Regions from separate parts of the Rattus norvegicus genome. Here all the other regions are linked to region 1. Evidence: chromatin contacts called from public Hi-C data. All regions are on one chromosome and are shown on one strand. The core of a region is the stretch at or near the end of the contact, and the rest is flanking DNA. Distances in the headings are between cores, read along the strand shown. Region 1 holds the start of Trps1 (transcriptional repressor GATA binding 1). Region 2 has its middle 180 kb from the start of Eif3h. Region 3 overlaps LOC134479728 (a long non-coding RNA gene).

Region 1 (3,648 bases), core at 861-3,360:
TCACTTTTTCACTTCTTACAATAGCATGTCTGGAAAACACTCTGCAAAAAGATACACGAATCAGTGAAAAATATTTGGGGGAAAATCATTGCACCTTCAGCTCTCAGATTCGTGATAGTACCTCTCTAAATTTCTAATTTTAATCACTTTGTAGTTCAGAGAAGGATGTTTCTTCTTTTAGCACCAAATTAGTTTAAGCTGACTTTCACTAAGGAAAAACATACCACTTAAAGTCACCCAACTGAAGAAAATGAAGTCCAAAAGCCCAAGAAATGTTTACTTAGTTTTTAACACCTCCTATACTTTGAATCCTGTCTTGGTAATGTTTTATGCATTGTTGATCTTTAGAAGTTAAAGGGAAAGATAGCCTGTTCATTTCATGAACTTTATGTTGAGGCAATTTCTCTTAACAAGAGAAGTGCTAAGAAAAGTATCTCATGCCTCATTCAGAGTTCCTTATCTGCTTCGAAAACCCCAAAGACCAGCATGTATTAACCTGGCCGTGGCTGAATAATGTCCCCATTTTATCTGTTTTGTGGTACCCCCTTAAAGCACCCATTGAGTTTCTGGCTTCTCAGCTCAGAAAACCATAGCAACCTCAGTCCACACTTCTCCAACTCAGGATAGAGTTCAAGTTGTTCTCCTGAAGCCCTCCTACCATCCAAAGCCTGGGAAATCCTGACCACGGCCGAGGTATCCTAGGACTTCCAGCCACAGATAAAGGGCGGGGGAGGGGGGCGCACACGCACACACAGATCCTGCGTCCTTTAATTGAGAGCTAGAGGGAAAGGTAAAAAGCACTTTGAGAGTTCTTGGCATTCTCTAGGACAGCATCTCCAGTATCTGGGCAGCATCGCCTCGGCTGCCACGCACTGCCCTCCGCGCCCCACAAGGTAGGTCCCGGTCTCCAGGCCCTCGGCCAGGGCAACGCAGTCTCCCTCCTCCCCAGCTCGTCCGGTGGGGGAGGGGCGGGGCGGGACGAGCCGCGCGCGGTCCCCAGTTGTCGCGGGCTGGTGCGGCCGGCCGGTCCCGCGGGCGGCGGCGGCGGGTGCTCGGGGCCGGGCGGGGCGGCGGCGGCGCGGGGACGCGCCTGTCTCTTTAAGGGAGCTCGGTCTGGGGTGGCGCTTTCCTCCGCGAAGGCTCCTTTGATATTAATAGTGTTGGTGTCTTGAAACTGACGTAATGCGCGGAGAGTGAGGTCCTGACAAGCGATAACATTTCTGATAAAGACCCGATCTCATTGCAATCTCCAGCGTCCTCTTTTTCGCTGCTGCTCGGTGGCTCCGGACCTCGCGTCCTCCTGATCGCTCTCTCGCCTTTGCCTTTTTTTTTTTTTTAAACAACAACAACAACAACAAAAAACCCCAACAACACCCCCTCCCCTCTCCCACCCGGCACCGGGCACATCCTAGCTCTATTTCCTTTCTCTTTCTCTCGCGCTCTCTTTTTTTTCCTGGGGGGGGGGAGGGAAGGGAAAGGGGGGGAGGCAGGAAAGACCTTTTTCTCCCCCCCCCCCCAATAATCCAAGATCAACTCTGCAAACAACAGAAGACGGTTCATGGCTCTGGCCGCCGCGCCACCATCTTTCGGGCTGCGGAGGGTGTTCCTGACGATTAATCAACAGGTAAGGGGGAGCCGGGCAGGCCGGGGGGCGCGGGCTCAGCCGGCCGGGGCGCCGTTCCGCCAGCGCTGCGCCCGCGCGAGTGTGCGCAAAATGTGGGCGATCGCGAGCGGGGAGCCCTGGGAATTAAAAGTGACTTTCTTTGAAAAAAAAAAAAAGCACAGCCGAGGGAGAGAGTGTGCAGCAAGCCAAGCGCAGGCTTCTCGGGTTTCACACGCATTTTCTTTCTTCCTCCCCCCCACCCCCCTTTGCGCGTGTGATTTCTTTCTTTCTTTCTTCTCTTCTGTTCCCCTTACACCCCCACTCCCCCAATTCCTCTTTTCCCTTTGCTGGGTCTAAGGCATCTGAGCCTTGGAAACCAGAGCGACTTCAAACTGCAGTAGCCCCCAGAGTCAGGAGGGTCAAGTTCAGCCGCCGGGGAGGAGGAAAAACAAATCCCGATTTGCCAAAAAAAGAAGTTTCAGGCCGGTGCCCCCTCCCCCTCCCAGCCCCACTCCCCCTCGCTGTCTCTTGCTGGCTGATTTTAATTCTCTCCTACCGGGAGCAGCAGAGGATCTGGAGGTGGCTGGACCCGAGGGGCCGCCGCCGCCGCCGCTGCAAGTTTTCTGGGGGCTCCTGGCAAACGGGGAGCAGACTAGGCACCGGCATGCAGAGTAGTAAGTTGGGTGAACTTGGGAGGGTAGGGAGGGTTTCTGAGAGGGGTCTTGGAGTGGCCCACAAAGTGGTAAAACAGCATAGACTGCCTTTGGCTTTGAAGAGTTTAGTTTGCAAAGCCAGGCTTCAAACTTTTTTCCCTTAAAGGCCCAGCTGGGCTGGAGGGAGAGAGTGTGGCATCATCTCCTGCTATACCCGTCTCTGGGCAGCCCAGGGCAGCCTGGGCCCAGGGGTCTGTGCCCTGTCGGTACCATGAGGCAGGGCCTTGTAGCCAGGGCGCTTCCGCAGGGGCTGAGCAAGGGGCAGACTTCCTCTGTGGTGCGGTTGATGCGCCATGTGTCGAGCGGGTCAGGGGACACGGGCTAGTGATTAAACGCCTGACAGCGGTGGGACAGGCAGGCAGACAGGCTCTTTGCTTTCTGTCTAGTTCCTGTTTGGGCTGTAGAGTCTGAAACGCATCTTTGAAAGGCCAAGGCAAACACCTCTATCCCTCCAAATAACTCCAGGATTATAGGACCCCATGAATAATTTGAGGGTGAAGCAGAGGTGGGAGCTGTTTGAAGTGCAAAGCTGTTTTTGTGGCTGGGAAAGCTTTTTCTGTGAGTACCTGTCTGAGATGGTGGTGTTTCCCCTTTCACCAGGGAAGTCACTAACTGTTTTATGGCTCTAGGATCCTAAAGCCATTGAAGTGAAGGACCGGAGGACTTACTTATGGGGGCTTCAGAGAGAATCTTGCTTGGACTCACAACATTTTAAGACCTGGCTGACTTCCCCATATCTTTTTAGGCCTCAGATTTGATCTTTTGAAAGTTTTTGAGTAAGAGCTATGGATTTAATGATGAATCCAAATTAAGATAGAATATCCATCCTTTATCCGGTTTGGGGAAATCACCGCTAGCATTTTAAACAAGGTAAGTGAAGAGAGACTGGCCGAGCGAAGAAGTAAAATCAGACACAAGTTAGGCCGATTCATTGAACTTTTGTATGCTCTCCAGGTGAACAGGGAAGGGCCTGGAACAGATAATCAGTACAAAAGCAAAAATACAGATAAGGGGCCTGAGACAAGGTTACAAAGAAGTGATCATTCTAGGCCTGGTTGACTAAATTTGATTGCTCAAGCCTAAAAATCTAAAATGGATTTTTCCGATAAGCCTTCGGAGTGTTGTAAACTCCTTAGCGCAAACCCACCAGCCTCTGTAGCATCTCGATCCTTCGCTTCAGGTTTTAGAAAGAGTTGATCCTTTAGAAAAAGCTGCCAGAGTTAAACATGTTAGGGACTGTCAGGAAAGCACTGTAGCTAGCAGGTCCTTGACGTGGGCAAAATGAGAATGAAAGTCTCTAATCTCACTGCTGGACAGTCTCTTACATGCTGT
Region 2 (3,648 bases), core at 822-3,321, 860 kb before region 1:
AATTGTCCAAGGTGAGTTCAAGTTTAAATTTCAGGTGGTTTGACTCCAAAACCTCTGTTATCACTCATGTTTAGCAAGCTTGGCCAGTGAGACCTTCTCTGGTGCGAGGGCACTGCCGATCTATTTACTGAGTGGTTATTATTCATTTCTTCATCTTTCATGTTCTCAAACAGACTCCAAGAAGCCAGTGACATATATTATCTAGCAGATTTTGTCCCCAGAATACATACTTGAATACAAAGGAGTAAATGATTTACAATACTTATTGCTTTTGATTACAATTGATATCAAGTCTATTTTTAAAATCCAGACAGCCCAAGGCATGAAGACACTAACACCTTTCTTGGTTTCAGGGAAGGGAAAAAAATGAAGAAGTGATGGATTGCCCACTTCCATTATAGTCTGTTGTCATAGTAACAACATCCCCTTTTTTTCTTGACCACCCTTGTTCCTTATTGAATGATTTCTGCAAAGAATGTCCAGTTGAAAAAGTACCATTGTTTGACAGAGCATCTTCTCAGGATCTAATTGCTATGGGCCTGCCTACTCTGTGACCCACAATGAATGATTTCACTGTCTGATTGTCTGTGAGGTCTTTTTTTCATGTTAGGATCAGAAAACCAGCAATTAAAAGATGATTGCCTTTGGAAACATGTTAGAGAATTAACGGTTGCTTTGAGATGCTATCTGCCAAATTTGAGTTCCCCAAACATTTTTTACCTGGGCTAAATCTCTGAAAACAGGGATTTGATAATTGAAACAGTGGCCTGATGTTATTTATGAAGTTGGCAGACAGGCCCTGCTGTGGGAGCAGGGAACCTTCTAGGGCACGGACAGAGAAGGCACAGAAACCTGGAACGGTGAAGAATTGGCAGAAACATTTATTTACTCCTGCATACATACCCTTTGATGTATGTGTGGAGCAGTTTCCACTTTTAAAGATCATCCTTTGGTCCTGAACTTCTGTTTGAAAATTTTAATCTGAAAATTATACTATTCAAAAATAAAATTCAAAAATCTTTTCGTCAAAGCAGCCACACAGAGCTGTGATTGATGACGGACCCAAGGCCTATATTTAGGTCACAATATTTAACTCTAGAACTTTTATTTTTATTTTTTAAAATAAAGTGTTTAAGCTCTTTCCCTTTCTCCTAGGTCAGTTTCTCCCCTCACACCCTCCTCACTAAATTATATCTTAGGCTGTTAAAATAACTTCAAAGCTGAAGCCTCTTTTAAAAATAGCCCCGTCTTCTTCTAAAGGTGGACTGTTCAAGTTTATTTCAGGTTTTGAGGTGGGACACACCTCTGCAACAAGGACAAATGTCCAACTGACTTCGCAATGCTAGGCTTCTCTTTTGTCGTTTCCCAGATGTCTACTAGGACCTTGGGCCCTGCTTCCCATCCTTACTGGGAAAATATGCATTTTTTTACTTCAGTAAAAAAGGAGGTGCTGACTACCAGGCAGACCGTGCTCTTCCCCACTTCTATATACGTTTATAGCCCTAGTGAGGTTTTTTTTTTTTTTTTTCTTCCTCAGTGACATCTCTGTGACAGACACTTGCCTTTTTCTCTGGGGACTGTTTAGCAGGTTGGTTGTCGTCGGCCTTGTTTCTTGCCCCTACGTGCTCCCGTATTGCTGGCCTTCCCAGTGCCCACTGGAACGTACTTTTTGAGCCAGGCTGGTAGAAGCTCCAGTTGCCACCTCAGGCCTGGCTGCAAGCCAGAGAGGCTGAAGCACAACGCTACAGACACCAGGCCTCTTGGCAGCCACTTCACACAGAGGGAAGGCCGGTAACCACCAGCCTCCAAATGAGACCGTCCACACAAACAAACAAATAAAAAAATGCCAAATACAAACACAAATGAAAGAAACCACACGCACTCAGAGAGACACAAAGCGCAAACTGAAGCAGCATGTTGTTGCCCGGGCCTCTCGTCAGTCGTGGGCTTTGTGTCTCACTCGGGGCTGATAGGGTGGCAGGCAAGTTTGGAGATTCCTGTGGTCTGAACACACACCCTCCTCATCACCGAGATGGGTCTGGAAAAAAGCAGTCATGGTCCAGGCTTCTGATTTATTTCCTGATAAAATAACCTTTCTTTCCCCAGGCTGAGCTTGCTCTCCCGGATCACAGAGAAGCAGCCTTATTTCTGTCCACCAAAGCCTTTTGTAAATTAGGTCATTCCTTCTGTGGCTGTGAAGTCTCCCAGCTCCCTGTCCCTGTTGTTGGTACACAATAAGCTCTTTAAAATGCCTCCTCCTAATTTCCAACACCGCAATGATTCCTACTTAGAGTTTCCTGGACTGTGCCAAGTGTCACCAGGGGGAGGTGTAATTACATAAGTCTTTAAACGAGTTACTTTTTACTTCATGACAACACAGAAACCTTGTCTAATGTAGGACAATAATAGATAGCAATATTCCACCTTCGGGCCTGTCTGGCTCCCCATCCGTATTTTTTTCTTCTGTTGCTTAACTTTGTACATCTATTTGCAAGCCTGTCCTGAATTATCTGGAAGGCTCTGGAGGCTGCTTCCATTGGCTGAACTTCACGATGCATTCCCAGTCTTTGTCATGTCAACACCCTTCTTTAAATTCATGCTACTTGCTTTCTCCTGGAAGGCATAGTTCACATCTCACAGAGAGGGAGAGATGGGAACTTCAGTGGATGAATAGGAACACGAATATAATATCTTTCTTCACTCTGTCCACTTCATTAAATGTATGGAATCTTAAGAGCTACCACCATGCAAGATGCATGCTAAACGCCAACATTTTCTTGGTGGATAATAATTTCATAAAAATTCCCCCTCCTGATTCCTTAGGTATGGTCTGTTGGCCTGTCTGTTACAGGAAAAAGTGTTGTTTATGATCTTTTATGGCCTCTAGGAGATGTAGATGTTAATGGAGAGTGCCTACTTTGCTTCACATGGGTGCAAATACTTAGATCCTGCCATATAGTTAACTCTACAAGGCTGAAAAGATATTTAAGACTAGGGTGGGTAGCATGTGTAGTGTGGTCTAATCAGAGACCTGGGAGAGGTAGCATGTTAAAATCCACGAGACTGTGGACTTGGGAGCCTGGGAGAAGGTAATTCTTCTACTAAATATCACCTCCCACTCTGTTCTTCCCAGGAATATTGTAATAACATGGCCATTTTTTCTTTTTGCTAATGCCCTTGGAGTGAGTGGGTTACTTGTCCAGATAGAAAGAAGCTGAATGAATGCAAGCTAGTTGCGATCAGCTTAGGCAGAACTGATTTTCTCCCTTCCTTTGCCTCCTTTCTCGTTTGTAGTCTCTGTTTTCTCACCCATGTTTAGAGCCCTCTTCCTTCCTTCCTTCCTTCCTTCCTTCCTTCCTTCCTTCCTTCCTTCCTCTCTCTCTCTCTCTCTCTCTCTCTCTCTCTCTCTCTCTCTTTCTTTCTTTCTTTCTTTCTTTCTTTCTTTCTTTCTTTCTTTCTTTCTTTCTTTCTTCACATTGATGACTTGGAGGTTCCGGGTCAATACATTGTGCAATCTTTGTATCATATGCTTTCTAAAGGGAATAAACTAGGATTTCCGGGCATTGTACCTCATTGCTTAAGGCTACAGTCTACCCTGTCTGGAAAGCTTCTCTGAGCTTGGTTCAAAATGAAGGACTCTCTTTTCTT
Region 3 (3,648 bases), core at 350-2,849, 720 kb before region 1:
AGAGGAGGAGGTGTTTTCTTTGATGTCTTCTTCTGATGAAGTGGAGATGTGAGGTTGGATGACAAGAGGACAAGAAAGAGAAACACCGAGGTCTTATAGGGAATATGGAGGAAACGTGAGCGTTTCCATTGCAGGGCTGTGGTGGTTTGAATGAGAGTGTCCTCTCCCAACCCCATAGGCTCATATATTTGAATGCTTGGTCCTCAGTGAGTGGAACTGTGAAAGATTAGAAGGTGTGGCCCTACTGGAGGTGATGTCACTGGTAGGGGAGTGGACTTTGCAGTGTCTAAAGATCACACCATTTCCAGTTAGCTCTCTCTGCCTCCTTGTGGATGAGGATGTCTTAGTGGCGTGTCTTAATGACATGGCTGCTGCCAGGCTCCCCACCATGATGGCCTTGAATGAACACTAACCTTCTGGAATTCTGAGCCACAATCACAATGCTTTCTTTTACAAATTCCTTTGGCCATGGTGTCTTGTCATGACAATAGAAAAGCAACTAAAACAAGGGCTATTTGGTTTTCTGTCCGAACTTTAGGGGCCGTCTCACAATGAGAATTCATTTTGTTTTAAAGATCATCCCACCTAGGGTTATGTGAGAAATTCTTCAATTCAGATGTCTTCTTGCTGTGCTGGCAAAATAACGATAACCCGCCTCTTTACAGCAGTGGCTTATTAACCTTAGCCTTGCCTTGCTGTAGAATGGATGACCTGATGGCAGCCAAATACACGTAAGGCAGTGGTATTTTGGAAAATAATCCGAGGCCTCCGTGTGGGAAGGTTTGGAGAAGAAATACAGAAATTGGTGGAAATTAGAGGTGAGTGGAAAGACACATATGTTTTACCTGTTATTAAGCCCTTCATGTGAATGAGATGATCCCATCCTGCATCTCACTGCTAGCTATCAAAACTGGAATTGCAAATGGTTGACTGTGAATCAGCACATAGTGATGTTAATCAGAAAGAGGAATCATTTCCTAAGTGGCACCTTTGTATAAGGTCTGATTACATAGCCATGTCTTACTGTGCTCAATGGGGGATATTTCACAAAAACAGCAGAATAAAAAAAATCAGGAACATAGATTTTGCACTTGCCTCAGTCCCAGTCTATTTCTAGTTGGCCTAATAGCTTGTGGATTGGCCTTTACTTTTTGATTCTTACTGTGTTCAGACCCTAAATTGAGACATCTTCCCTTCTTCCTCCTTTTTCTCCTTCTTGGAAGGAGGAAACAGACTTTCTTTCCATCTTAAGTTTTTTATTCTATCCTTGGTACTTGAGTGTTTGGCCAGAAAGGCTTACTTAAAAAAAAAAAAAAACTAAAAAAAAAAAAAAAAAAAAAAAAAAACCAAAAAGAAAAACTCTGTTACTGGGTGGAGCAATGAGGGCTGAAGTCCATCCCGGGTTACGGGTTACGTCAAGGGGTGTCAAATTTGGCCTGCTCTTCTTGCTTCCTGTTGACTCCAAGGGAAAGTCGGCAGTTGGCGTATTACACTGAAAAACATGAAGCTCTGAGACCAGACTGAATTGCTAATCACTCCATGTCCTGTTCACTCGAACCAGTTTCCAAGTGATTAAACAAACTGGCCAGGTCTATGACTCAGCTTCCGAGGGTGGGGGTGAGTGGGTGGGCGCCAGTCCTTACCGATTGCTCACCAGGGTTCAGCTCCTTAGGTTTGATCCAGCGCTGTCTCTACAGGTTATCTCCCCCTTGGACCTCGTCCCTCTCTGGACAGACAGGCAGACAGAGATGATGAAGTGTATGATCTACTGGGGGAGGGCCACCTTACCATAAGTGTTTCAGCGCACGGGTTGCAAAAATGTCATCTTTCAACAGTTGCTGTCACTACTTGGAAGCAGTCATAAGTAGCTGGGTGTGGCGGGGTGAAGTCTTCTGAAGTTTGAAAGGAGAAAATGTATTAGTAGGAAACACTAACTCTTTCCTTTTCTGGCATCACTCTCAGATACAGTATCCCATGTGTTTTTCAGCAACTACCGAAGGTTCTGGAAGGAGATGTCACTATTTTAGAGCAGTATAATTGCCCAGTTTTCTAGGTGATTAAATGAATCTTGCTGCCTTTCCTATGCTCAGTGTCCAGTTGCCATGCTGTCAGTGGTGGAAAGAAGGGTGGGAGTCAAGAAGCCACAGGGGAATGAGCTTCCAGGAACTCCCAGTCTCATATGCAAATTAGATTAAACCACACTGCAGCCAAGGGCTGGGGGGCAGCGGCGGGAAGCAAGAGCAAATAATTCCCTCCCTGATCCTTTCTTCTTAGCTTTGTCTCCTGTGGGAATAAAGAAGCTGATTCCAATTTATTTCAGCTACTGCCTGGCTTTAGGAAGTACTGTGCTTGTCAGTCCACCTTGCTTGAGTAAAGTCCTTACCCTGTAACGCCTCGAAATCTTAAAATAAGACGTGTTTAGTCTCTGAAGCAACTATTGCAAGCAACTCCCGTCTTTTCTCCCCAAAAGAAGCTGAGTCTTTTGAATGGCTGGTGCCACCACATCCTCCAGGCGGTTTTCATACTTGGCATGAAACTTTTAGTCATCTCACATATTCCCTTTGTTTTGATTAGTCAACACGTGATAAGTTGACAACATTCAAATGAGAACACTTGAGGAGAGGGGTGGTGGGGAGGAAGAAGTCGTGAAGCCAGCAATGCCCTCCCCCATTAATTAAAAATAAATAGTTTTTTTTCCTTTGAAAAGCATAATTGTTTCTGCCTAGAGAGGAACGAAGGTGAACTTGAAAAATCACACCCCAGACCACTTCTTGGAATCTCTGAATCTGCTGTCGAAATCGTCTCCGGAAAGATTTTTGTGAGCTGTGCATAGCTGAGAGTAAATACACAGATTTCTCCTCTCTCAGGACACAAGCACGGCTGTTCTGTCTATGGAGCTGGGCAGCTGGGCAGCTGGGTGGTGGGCCTGGCAGATAGTGCATGCTTGTTCTATTTACGGAGGAAGCATGGATTTCTGAGCTCTTGCATGTGCATAAGTCTCTTTTCTGATCCCTTATTGTCCTTAAAACTCTTTTCCCCTCTGGAACCAAAGCAAGTCTGAGTGGTGAACATCTGTTCCCACTCATGTTTTCTTCCTTTCCCACTTCTCTACCTTTAAATTACAGGGTTAAAATCAGGCCTGCAGATGAAGTGATATGCAAAAGTGCATTTGACACTCATTATTTCTTCATTATTACTTACTGGTACTTTTTTTTGTCATTAATATGCTATTTGTTGAGGGCCTTCTATGTTCTGGACTCTCTGCAAAAATGTCTAGGGTCTGGCACTTCCCAATGGTTGCATATATCATAGTTTACTGGGGAAACACAGTAATATACATGGTGTCAAACAAGTGATAGACTTTTATTTATGACAAGCTTTCTAAGATGCCTCTTAATTGTTTAAAAGAAATATACATGGACCAGCGTGAGGGATAATTGAAGGTTTCCCTGAGGAAATGATGCTTAAGCAGCGACACAAAGGATGGGTATGACTTAAGGAGGTCTATAGCAGTGAGAAGATGCTTCTGGAATAGAACCTATGAGGAGAGTGAGCAAGTGAAGTCAGCCTATCTGGGAGGAAGACGGAGAAGGGAAGGGACAGGCTGAGTGGTGCGGGAAGTACGATGGCTCAGGCTGAAACTTTGTT

Evidence for each region. A called contact is a pair of places that touch in the nucleus more often than the background predicts.
Region 2: a contact with region 1 is called in a Hi-C map of Schwann cells, with 4 times the contacts expected there. The contact joins the enhancer-like site here to the promoter of Trps1 in region 1. A contact is called at or near these places in 1 of 12 Hi-C or Micro-C datasets (Schwann cells) and 1 of 1 datasets of contacts at active chromatin or transcription factors (oligodendrocytes).
Region 3: a contact with region 1 is called in a Hi-C map of mammary epithelial cells, with 2.8 times the contacts expected there. The contact joins the enhancer-like site here to the promoter of Trps1 in region 1. A contact is called at or near these places in 1 of 12 Hi-C or Micro-C datasets (mammary epithelial cells) and 1 of 1 datasets of contacts at active chromatin or transcription factors (oligodendrocytes).

The regions. Positions count from the first base shown.
Region 1 is chr7:84,029,697-84,033,344 of GRCr8, reverse strand. It overlaps Trps1 (transcriptional repressor GATA binding 1), which reads left to right and starts at 2,110. Exons shown (of 7, transcript NM_001134837.1): 1 at 2,110-2,277.
Region 2 is chr7:84,884,969-84,888,616 of GRCr8, reverse strand. No RefSeq gene overlaps it. Among named protein-coding and RNA genes, the nearest start is that of Eif3h, 180 kb to the left of the region's middle. Within about 2 kb of position 2,071, at least 47 of the 93 cell types and tissues checked have an H3K27ac peak or open chromatin away from gene starts, as enhancers often do. A contact at or near this core is called in Schwann cells, where this site is marked.
Region 3 is chr7:84,753,217-84,756,864 of GRCr8, reverse strand. All of the region lies in intron 2 of LOC134479728 (a long non-coding RNA gene), which reads left to right. Among named protein-coding and RNA genes, the nearest start is that of Eif3h, 310 kb to the left of the region's middle. Within about 2 kb of position 1,599, at least 10 of the 93 cell types and tissues checked have an H3K27ac peak or open chromatin away from gene starts, as enhancers often do.